2 separate regions of the Sus scrofa genome follow, and region 1 is linked to region 2. The links are chromatin contacts, called in public targeted proximity ligation maps. All regions are on one chromosome and are shown on one strand. The core of a region is the stretch at or near the end of the contact, and the rest is flanking DNA. Distances in the headings are between cores, read along the strand shown.

Evidence for each region.
Region 1: a contact with region 2 is called in a targeted proximity ligation map of skeletal muscle, with 8 times the contacts expected there. A contact is called at or near these places in 1 of 47 Hi-C or Micro-C datasets (fetal liver) and 1 of 2 datasets of targeted methods (skeletal muscle).

The regions. Positions count from the first base shown.
Region 1 is chr4:55,929,658-55,935,826 of Sscrofa11.1, reverse strand. All of the region lies in intron 2 of ZNF704 (zinc finger protein 704), which reads right to left. Among named protein-coding and RNA genes, the nearest start is that of ZNF704, 190 kb to the right of the region's middle.
Region 2 is chr4:55,608,643-55,614,539 of Sscrofa11.1, reverse strand. PAG1 (phosphoprotein associated with glycosphingolipid-enriched microdomains 1) reads right to left here. Exons shown (of 9, transcript XM_021089173.1): 9 at 1-3,767. The coding sequence ends at 3,399. Among named protein-coding and RNA genes, the nearest start is that of ZNF704, 130 kb to the left of the region's middle.

The DNA of each region.
Region 1 (6,169 bases), core at 1,482-3,981, 320 kb before region 2:
TGTGGGGAGTTCCTGTCGTGGCGCGGCAGAAGCGAATCCATCTAGGAACCATGAGGTTGAGGGTTTGATCCCTGGCCTCGCTCAGTGGGTTAAGGATCCAGCGTTGCCATGAGCTGTGGTGTAGGTTGAAGATTCGGCTCAGATCTGGTGTCACTGTGGCTGTGGCGTAGGCCGGCAGCTGTAGCTCAGATTCAACCCCTAACCTGGGAACCTCCCTATGCCTCAGGTTCGGCCCTAAAAAGCAAAAAAAAAAAAAAAAAAAAGAAAAGAAAAGAAATATATTTGTGAAGTAAAGGCAATTTGTTTTAGATGACACATTTTTTTTTCTGTATTACACTTAAAATTATCTTATAATGAAAAGGATTTCTTTTATATACATGGGTGATTCTATGTTAATGAGAACATAGAATATGAAAGTTCAAGTCAACATAAGTAGATTAAATTTTAGGCTTTTGCTCATATTAAAAGTGTTTTGCTTTCCAAAAGATTCTCTATGGATTTTCTTCAAATAGGATTCTTATAATGTTCTTAAAATGTTTTGAATGATTAAGTTTCAATTCAAATCATCCACCCAAATTCTAACCCCTACACAAATACCTGTTTTAGGCTTTAGGTTGAGCCACAGGAAACTGCCAATAGCCGCTTCTCTTCATCTACAAAAGTGGCAGTTTCATAAGGTTCAATCTGATATTTGCTCCTATCAAACAGTTACCTTTCGTTTTTAAGGCTAGAGGTGAACTAGTTTATCCTCCTTTTAAATCAATTGTTTCAGATCAATGAGCCAGCCAATGGTTCCCTTTCCTTAGGTGTGTACTGTGGGTAATTTTATTTCTGGAGTTGGCTTTTATTGAAGACAATCTCTTACCAATATGATTCAAATAAGCTTCAATTCAATATCTACTATGTGCATAGTACTGCTTGAGGCAGAATTCCTCGCCCCACAATTTGTCAGTGTCCTGCAGGACACACTTAGAATGTCCAGATTCTGGGAAGTGGAAGCATCTATGTCGCCCTCTAGAGGATTCTCATACACACACCACATCACTGGCTCTGTTCTTTCACTTAGAATTTAACCATGATAATAGCATATGTTTCCATCGATTCATACAGCTATTATTTAGTGACAGACCAATGCAATCTGCCAGTTAGGTATCTTGTTCCTAGAAAATGGTAATTCTATCATTCTTAAACTTGTTCATAACAGTACAATCTAAGCACTATAAAATTAAACCTATTTACTGAACACCCAAAGGCTGAAAAATTGCACATTTATCTGTGTACACTCTGTGTACAAGGAATATGACTTCTCAAAGGAATAAGCAGGAGAAACTGATATAGTCAAGAATACAATGCAAAGGTTACTGCTGGACATAGTGGCAGATCAGTAACATGGCTGGATGGCTACTGGCCAGGGCATATCCAGTTTCCTGTAATAAGAGGTAGATGAATACAGGTTAGTAATGCCAAACAGGGCTTAGGTGAAAGCCAAGAGGAGTCTACAGTCCCGGGGAAGCAAAGCATTGTAGCTACTATTTCGCATTTCTTCTGAAAACAATATAAATGCCTTATAAGCCTAGGAGGCTGGAATAAATGTTTAATGTAGAAAGCATTACTGAAAACAACTGTATAGCTATCAGACATAAATAATAATTTCCACCTCTGCTGGTAATTTTTCACTCATTTAGGTTGCCATACTATTGTAGCAGCAGTTTGTACGTGTACTCTCTGTAATAGCACATTGATTACAAGCTATGGTAGAATTACCCAGTCAATATATCTTTCAATTCTGTGCTATTATGAAGTTCTAAATATTTCAAATGCAAATAGGCCTCTACTCGTCAACAGCTTAGTGGTTCCCTATCTGTATTCTTTCCTTTTTTTTTTTAATTATTAGAAAAGCTCATAAATTTGCTTTTTTACCTACTTGAACTAATCATCTTATGATAAAGAACTGACAAGCATACAGACTAAGAATTGATTTATTTGGAATCTGATGAAACAATGAGCCAATTAAAATGATGACAAAATTATGGAAGAAAAAACCTGTACAATATGACCCGGCACTGACTCCATGAACAGTTCTTTTCTCACTTGGTATGCTGTTTCCATGAAGGTTCATCCAGCACAGAGAGAAATAAGCACCTGCTTTCATTTGCAGGCAGGTGAAAGTTCTAGAAGTTCAGAGAGGTAGTAATAGCTGTTATGCCAGTGTGTGTCCTCCAAGAAGCAGCTGCCAAGACAAGATCAGTTCTGGAAGTGATTTACTGGGAAGGTGCCTAGGAAGGGAGAGGGAGATGTGAACACGAGAAGGTGGGGAGAAGTTGCAGGCCACCAAGAGGAAAATCCTTGAAGTAGTGCTATGGGTTGAACTGAATTCCCTGCAAAGATATGCTGACACTCTAGCCCCTAGGACCCGTGAATGCGAATTTGTTTGTAAACAGGGTCTTTGCAGATGTAATCGAGTTAAAATGAGATCACGCTCATTAGGTGGAACCTTATCCAATATGACTTGTCCTTGTAAGACAGAAGGCTTGGGTGGGAAGTAGTACTTTGGAGCCGTTCTGAGAAAGTCTCAGCTCAAGCTGATGGGTGTCCTGAGCAGGGCTGCCCATTTGAGGGATCCCTTATCAGGCAGAATGGCCTGGTACTGAGGACCCTGCCGTGCTGGGTCCTTGGAGGGGAGCTGCCCACAGAAGCGAGGTCTTACCAGCTGCGGTGGATTCAAAGGAATGGCAGCAAGAGACTGACCAGCAACTGTGTTCCCCGCAGCTGTTTGAAAGGAGATCTGAGTGGTGTCCTGCCGTGCTCGCCACAAGAACTGTTTCTTTGGGGGGGATTTTGCAATTTAACACAGGGATCTTGTTTCTTTCAGACAAAGCTGGAAAATCCCCAGGCTTGCTGCTTTCACCAGCTGCCCTGAGACACATTCCTTGAAGACCAGGGGTCCGCCTATGTGTTTTTCCTGACCAGGCACCATTATATTTGCTGTCATAGTACAGAGAGAGAAAGACAGTCAAATTAAAGCCTCTCGGAGGATTTCTGGTCTTCAGAGCTGTCCGAGAACCATTCCAATATTTTCCCAGGAGTTGGCTTTGTTATAACTCCTTCGCATTATGGTCCTACTGGGTCAAACCCAGGGTATAACCTACTTTCTTAAATAAATCATAACAGTTAACATTCATGTAGCCTTTGCTATATCCAACCCCTGCTCTAGCTTTCCCTTTCATGAACTCAATTAATCCTCATAAGTAAGTCTAGGTCAATACTACTATTACCCCCATTTTTTAGTGGGGAAACTGAGGCATGGAGAGGTAAGGCAAAGGCAGTGGTGAGTGCTTGGTTCCCATCCAGGCAGCTGGTCACCAGTGTATGTGTTTTGGACTGAATGTCCTCAAATTCTTATGTTGAAGGTCTCTAACTCTCAATGGGACAGTATTAGGAGGCACAGCCTTTGAGAGATAATTAGGTTTAGAGGAGGTTACTATGGTGGAGCTCATGTTGAAATTCATCATAAATTCCTCTCATAAGAAGAGGAAGAGGCACCAGAATAAGAAGGCGGCCATCCGCAAGCCAGGAAGAGAGCCCTCACCAAGATCTGAATCAGTTGGCATCTGGACCTTGGCTTTTCTAGCCTCCAGAACTGTGAGCAATTAATGTGTGTTGTTGAAGCCACTCAGTCTGTTTCATTAAAGCAGCTGGCAAAGGGTTTCCTGGACCCATCTCCAATGTATGTGTGTGGAGGCTTCCCCATGCCATTGAGCAGTTCTCCAATGCCAGTGGGTTGTCTGAGAATTCACCTCAATTCTGACCTGATCTACCTGGGCTAGAATTGGATTCTGGAGGTAAAGGACTGCCCCTCACCCCCCAACACACACACACACTCAGGAGGCCAGTCCAGGTAGTTACTGGGTTTCTGACTAACTGGCTACAAACTGGAGGTTCCCAGGATCCCCTCCTCAGGTTCAATTAATTTGCTAGAACTCAGGAAAAGCCATTCACTCATTAGATTACTGGTTTATGACACAGAGATATTAGAGGATATGAACCAACTGCCAGAGGAAGAGACACATAAGACAAGGCTCGGAGCTTCCATACCCTCTCCAGGTGCGACGCTGTCCCCAATCTCCATGCCTTCCCCAACCCAGAAGCTCTCTGAACCCCAATCTTTGGGGTTTTCATGGTAGCTTCATTACACAAGCACGACTGATTACATTTGACCATTGGAGAGTAATTCAACCTCTAGCCCCTCTCCCCTCCCTGGAAATCAGGGGGTGGGACTGCAAGTTCCAACCCGCTAATCACATGGTTAGTTCTCCTGGCAGCCAGCCCTGATCCTTTGGGAAGAGCCAAGTCACCTTTCCTGAGACATTTTCAGGAACTGAGGACAAGAGACGAAATGTTATTCCATTGCTCTTAGTGCTCAGGAAATTCTAAGGGTTCTGAGAGTTGTGGGCCAGGAACTGCGGGATGAAAGTCAAATTTACATGAGAAATATATATATATGTATATATTATATATATTTATAGGATATATAATATAAAATATATATAAGGTATAGTATAATATACATGTATTTATTATAAATTACGGTATTACGCAGCCTGAGCTATGACAGTGCTTTTACCCAGCATGCTAGGGAAAGAGGTTGGCAAGACTTAGGCAAGTGGATAGAGTGCCAGGCATGTGAGTGCAGTTTGTCACAAGGTAAAGAGAAGTGAGGCCATCTTGGCAGCAGGGAGGGGGAGGGCTCACCATGGTGAGCTTGGGGTGCACTGCAGCCCTGCAGGACAGGCACCCAGCATCTTGAGCCAAGTCGAACACACCTCTTCCTCGTACCATCCAATGGTGGTTCCTACTGTACTTCTGGCCACCGTCTGAATTGCTTCGAGAGCTGGGTCTGTGCTGGCTTGCTAGTGACAGATGTCAGAGACTATGCATTTGGGAAGATGGATGCTCACAAAAGTCCTGATGACAGTGACAGGTCTGATGGTAGCAGCAGTGGCAAGAGAAGTGAACAGCGGCAAACAGCATCAGTCTTATGGATAGTGGGACAAGTGTGTTTCCGTCAACACAACAAAGAATAGAAACCCACTGTGCATGGTAGTTCAGCTGTAAGCTCTGAATCAGGAAAGAACAATGGATATATACATGTACCCAAGATTTTGTACTTTATTTCAATGAAGTAATGGATTCCTTGAAGTTGATCCACTGCCTCCAGCAGGTTAGAAACTCACTGTTTTCAGGAAACTTAGGAGAGAATGTATGGAGCTCAATATATATAACCTGTCTTTAAAGGGCCCTGTGCCAAAGGGCAGAATACTAGTATGATTACTTTATTTTATAAGAAGGAGTCCCAAGAGACTGTGGAAACCACTGATGACTGGGGCTCAGATTTTTTTTCTCTTTTGTGCTCATGAAGGTAAAATTGTGGGGCCACAGAACACCAAACAAATGGCATGATGTCTGCAAAAGCAAATTATGCCTGATCTGTCTATTATAAATCCTTGAGGAGATAAATATGCACGTGGGTAGAGGGGAGGCAGTGAAAATAGTGGCTCATACATCTTCTCTACTGATGTTTCGCTACAGTATCTAGTGGGTCAGACCAAGCACAGCCTCCAAACCATCTCAAATTGCAGCAGGAAACACACTGAAGTTGATCCCTTAATCTTTAAAAATGCCTTTAATATGATTCCATCTTGTGGGCTTTTTTTTTTTTTAATGGCTGCTCCCACAGCATACTAAATTTCCTGGGCCAGGGATTGAATCCGAGCTACAGCTGCAACCTGCACCTTAGCTGTAGCAACACTGGATTCTTTCACCTATTGCATCAGACCAGGAATGGAACCCATGTCTCTGCAGCAACCTGAGCCTCTACAGTCAGATTCTTAACCCACTGCACCACATTGGGAACTCCTTATGGACTATTTTTAAAAAGTGGAATTATCAAGGGATTGAGGGAGCCTTGTCATGAACAGAGAACCAGCTTAGAGGCAAGAAACAAGGCGGACCGAATGGTCCCTTCTCTGCCTGGAGTCATGTGAACAACCACATTCCTGTAAAGCTGCCGCTTAGTCCGTTTTATAAATGATCTGTATGAGGGCACAGAAAACATTTTTGGATTTGCTGAGGATCCTAACTTCTGGCTGATAAGGATGGATTTCAGAAG
Region 2 (5,897 bases), core at 2,095-4,594:
AAATTCTTCAAAACTTTCAAAATGTCTGAATAAAAACAAAGATCCTGCCTTTAGGCAAGATGGCTTCTAACTCTGATTTATGACAGAAAAAATTGGGAGTTCCCATTGTGGCGCTGCGGCAACGAATCCGACTAGGAACCATGAGGCTGCGGGTTCAATTTCTGGCCTCGCTCAGTGGGTTAAGGATCCGGCATTGCCTTGAGCTGTGGTGTAGACTGCAGACATGGCTTGGATCTGGCATTGCTGTGGCTCTGGTGTAGGCCGGCAGCTACAGCTCCGATTCGACCCCCTAGCCTGGGAACCTCCATGTGCCTTGGGTGCAGCCCTAAAAAGACAAAAAGACCAAAAAAAAAAAAAAAATTCTAAATCTTTTTATCTTTTTGCATAATTTCACATAATCTAGGTTATTATAGTTGAATGAATATCTAATATGGATGTCAAAGCTGAATTTTAAAGATACAGTAAACTTTTTTTTGATAATTAGTTTTCATACATTTAAACTGTATAGCATTTAATTCAAGATGAATTTTTTTTAAAAGAAGCCATAGGCTTCCAAATCAAAGATTCTAGCACTTTCAACAAATAAAGTAAAAAGGGATGGAATTCATGAAATACTGCACTATAGAGTCAAAACTGTGATGCTACATCAGTAAATATATTTAAGTAAGGTACCCAATGGTCGAAAGAGCAGAGCCCTATCCCAACCCTCATGGACTTTTAGGATTTTTTTCCTAGAGGTCTTTTATTGATCGATCGATTGATTGATTGATGTCCATGCCTGTGACATGTGGAAGTTCCCGGGCCAGGGATGGAACCGGAGCCACAGTAGTGACAACCCTCGATCCTTAACCACTAGGCAACCAGGCAACTCCCTAGAATTCCTTTCGACACTTTATGTCACAACTTAGTGCAGCTTCTCAAATCAAGAGAGAGATTTCATTGCATACTTCATTGGCCATATGGCACAGCCTTTTATTTCAAAATTTCTGGGGGGATTCTGATAATGAAACTTCAAGATAACATGACCTAAAAAAAGCTTTTTGCTCTAGAAATGGTCTTGCCTTTTAGAGATCATACCCACTTTCTGGCAATAAATAAGACATCATGAAATACAACTTTTGAGCAGTCAGGTATTCACAAAGGACACAACTGCAGCATTCACAAGTAAGTGGGCACTGTGACATGGCTGTCACCCGGTACTAAAGCAACCCCAGGACGTTGAGATTGTTGGGTTAGATTCAGTCACACTAAGCAGTGAGAATCATCTGGCAAAACAGTGCTTAAGAAAGATGTGAATTTCGAGAGCGTGGGGCTTGCACCTTCTTGATAAACTCCCTCCCCATCCAAGGTTATTCTGCCAGGAGCTTCTCATCAAAGATGATTGTGCTTTCTGCACATGAGTCTTCACAGGAAAGACCAGGCTGATTGAAAAATAACCACAACCAATCAACTGACCCCAACCGAGCTATTTTACAATTTCAGAAATGTATTACAGAGCAGTCACAAAATCAAGCCCATGAATGCAAGGGATGGAAAAAACATGCCAGGGAACTGGTCCCTACAATTTTCAAGATGCTTCATTGTCTCAATTGCATTCTTTGTCAAAATGAATGAAAACAGCAAGATTATTCAATCTGAAAAGTCACAGATGTCACAGGGGTATAGAGTAATTGCCTCTTTTTGTTTTTTCTTTAGCAGTGAAGGAAAAGCTCCTTTTCTGAAGCCCACACGGCATAATAGCACTTCAAGCAGGTTCCTTTGGAAATCAAAAGTGAACAAGTTTCCCAATGTTGGCTTTAGAAAATCTAAAGAGATGATTCAATTCAAACCAGGCTGAGCTCTTAATCTGAGTGATTTCAGCCATGAATTTTTGTAAAATGAAGGGAAAGAAAAAATTCCCAATAGGCAATTTACATTTGCAAGCACTGGGCTGCAGAATTCATCATCTTTTTCTTAAAAACGTGGCTCAAACTTAATGGAATTATAATACCTTCATGAGGTTAAACATTCACAGTCAGCCCTAGTCATCCCTGTTCCTCTTTCCATTTTTACTGTTTCAAACATTTCAATATTGCCCACCACAAACCACTGAAAATCATCATTTATGTTTACTCCACTTATTTCTTCAGGGAGCCAGACGATTTTGACCAGGAGGCTCCAAGTACCATTTGAAAAACTGAGTCTTTAAAAACTTTCCATGTTTTAAACACTTGGTAAGAAAAAAGGTAACAGCCACTTGAAATTATCCAGCTTATGTGCTTTATGGTGTCTTTTCAAAATGACAATATAAATCATTGTACATAAAAATCAAAGTAGTTAATATACATTTTTATCTGGCACTTTCTAGAAATTAGGCGTTAAACATAAAATACCTTATAAATTTATGTAAGAAAAATAAATGTTTATATTTTAATCTCAGATAGATTACCTTAGGGTAGCAGTTCCTTTAGGAAATTCCACTCCGTTTTGGTGTGGCAGCAGAGATCATCAGAAGTACACATTCAAGTCCAAAGCCCTGGGGAGATGGATGCAGTGGCTGCCAGCCAAATGTGTGGTCTGTGTCCCAAGATAGAGATTAAGGCTCTCTGTTTTGGAGCAGTGAGCTCTGGGCTAAAACAAGTACAGAAGTACCATAGTATTCACTGAAAATACTGAAAAGGCTCTGAAGGCTTTCAAATACAGGGGGACCAAAACATTTTGACTATAAAAATAAAATAAAGCATCTAAAAATGACTTCAAGTACTCTGGGAGAGGCTGCACACATGGAGTGCCAAAATCAGAAGGAATGAAGCGCGAAGGAACTCAAGCGGTGTCCCCCCCATCGCAGCCCCCAGCCGCTGGGCTCCGATTCCCAGCTGCAGCCCTTTGAGGGGGGCGGGGAGCTGACAAACCACAACCGCAGTTTCTCACCACTGTCAAACACCTGTGCTGAAGGCCAAGGCCCAGCCTTGCGGGAGAACATCCTTGGAGAGAACCATTATAAATCAGATTTCCAGGGGGGGAAAAAGCCATTCATTTTACCATTAGGAGCAGAGAGCCAAAAGGGAACCCCAGCTCCGGAGAATGGCAGTGTTTCAGGGAGGTGAGCTGTGGTTTGTGATGAGAGCCCTTCTTCCGCACTGCAAAGGTTCCTTCATGAACAGGGCGAGGCTGCTGACAGCTGAGATCCTTCCAGAAGGAGCGGGGGCGGGAAGGGCAGTGTGCTGGGGTGTGCCAGGGCCTGGCAGCAGGGTATGTACCTTCACTGTTCCCCAAACTGACAAGCAGCTCTGGAGTCTCCAATCGTTTCCGTTTCCTAAAGCAGCATATAAGGAGTGGCTGACGTCGCTTCTTTTCTGCAGCGGCACTGTCCCCGACAGCTGGTCCTACGCTGGCTGAGCCATCCTCCAGTCTGGCTGCTAGAGCCTGGTGATGTCCCGGCTTTGCTGCAAGTCCCCGATGCTCTCGTAGTCATTCTCCTTTGGGCAAAGGCTGCGGTGACTGCTGGTCTCCGGGGCGGCCTTTTCTTCCTCTCTGTTAAGAGTCTGTATTGCTTCATAATCCGGCTCCGGCTCCTCGCTGGGCCTCCCTGCTGCTGGGAGTGTGCTGACGCTGTTTGGGGTTTTCTCAAAGTCTTTAACTGTAGCATAGAGGTCGTTACAGGAGGAGGGCGACCTCTGAGCAGCCACTTGGATGGAGGTGTAGGTGGATTCCAGTGCTTTAAGTGACTGTCCCGATTTGTTCCCTGACTGTCCTTGTTTATTTACTGATGAGTACATGGCTGAGATCTGGAAAAAAAAAAAAAAACAGGTGGGAAGTGATAAAGAAGCTTCAAGCTTGATTTCTCCCTCCCCCTCCCGCCCCCTTTTTAATGACAAACTAGAGTCTTAAGCATTATTGGGGGGCGGGGGGAATGTGTGAGTGTGTGTGTCCCTTTAAGATTTTTTTTTTTCCCCTATTAGGGCTGCATCCGAAGCATATGGAAGTTCCCAGGCTAGGGGTCTAATCGGAGCTGTCGCTTGCTGGCCTATGCCACAGCCACAGCAACGCCAGATCTGAGCCAAATCTGAAACCTACACCACAGCTCACAGCAACACACTAGGTCTTTAACACACTGAGCAGGGCCAGGGATTGAACCTGAGTCCTCATGGATACTAGTTGGGTTCATTACCATTGAGCCACAATGGGAACTCTAAGATTTTTTTTCTGATTCTTCCCAGGCTTTATTGAGTTCTTACTGACATTTAACACATGTGAGGTTCAGGTATACAGGAGGCTGGTCTGATACACATACTGTGAAGTACTGTGCAATGATTACCACAAGAAGGTTAGTTAACTCCATTACTGCAATTACCTTTTTTTTTTTTTTTTTTTTTTTGGTGCGTGGTGATAAGAACATTTAAACTTTATTTTCTTAACAACTTTCAAGTACAGGCAGTTCCCTCAGTGGCTCAGTGGTAATGAACCCAACTAGTTTCCATGAGGACTCAAGTTTGATCCCTAGCCCTGCTCAGCAGGTTAAGGTTCCAGCATTGCCATGAGCTGTGGTGTAGTCACAGATATACTCAGATCCCATGTTGCTGTTGTCGTGGTGTAGGCCAGCAGCTGCAACTCCGATTTGACCCCTAGCCTGGGAACTTTCATATGCCATGAGTGCAGCCCTAAAAAGACAAAAAACAAAAACAAAAATAAAACCTTTAAAGTATATAATACAATCTTATCAATTCCAGTCACCATGTTGTACATTATATATAGAACTTATAGAAGTTTGACCCTTTTTGACCAGCATTTTCCCATTTCTTCTACTCCCCAGCCTGCGGCAACCACCATTCTGGTCTATTTCTATGCATTTGGCTTATTTATTTATTTTCACTAAATTTTGTTGAGTTTGGCTTTTTTAGATTCCACATAAATAAAAAACATCCAGTATTTGTCTTTTTCTGTCTGACTTATTTCAATAGTGTCCTTAAGGTCCACCCATGTTGCTGCAAATGGCAGGGTTTTTCTTTTTCATGGCTGAATAATATTCCATTAATTATGTATACCTATGTATGTGTGCATGTGTACAAAAATTACATTTTCTTTATTACTCCATTATTGTAATTACATTGTATCCATTCATTAATGGACACAATGACTTGGCTATTGTGAATAGTGCTGCAATGAACATGGGTTACAGTTACCTCTTCCAGATAGTGATTTCATTTCCTTCAAATATATACCCAGAAGTTGGTCCTTCATTATTTGTCCTAATCCTGAAGTACAAAACTAAAGAACAATTACATGTGCTATCTACAACTTGGCAATTAGCATCATTCCATGAAAATCAGATTCCCTCCAGGTCTGCTGAGGGATCTGAGGAGAGCAGGTAGAGTAGGCAGCTCAAGCCCCCCAGGCACCTGACCAGCAGCATCAGGTTTTTGTTTTTTTCTTTTGCTGTTCAACAGAAACTGAAGAAACACTGTAAATCAACCATACTTTAATCATAAAAAAAGAATGATATTTTACCAAAAAGGGTAGAAAACATATACTAGACTAGTGATTTTCAATAGTGGGGGTTCAAACCAGCAGCGGCAGGATCTGGAAATCTATTTGCAAGGCAAATTCTGGTGTCCCACCCCAGAACCACAGAATCACACACTCTGGGGGTGGGACTCACAAGGGCTGATTCTGATGTCCAATGAAGTGTGAGAAACTCTGAACTAGATGATTTGATACACTTTTCCTGTATCACAATGGTTCAAAAGAGTAGTTCCTGGATTCCGGTTGCCAATATACATACATCTGTCAGAGAATCATTTTCTACTGCTCTACTACTTTTAAAAAAATTTCACTGCATACTGTTGGTTAAATAGACATTTACAAGCAAGGCTAAATGTTTTTCATTGGGACCCCTCCTTCCTGAGGGAAGAGAAGGC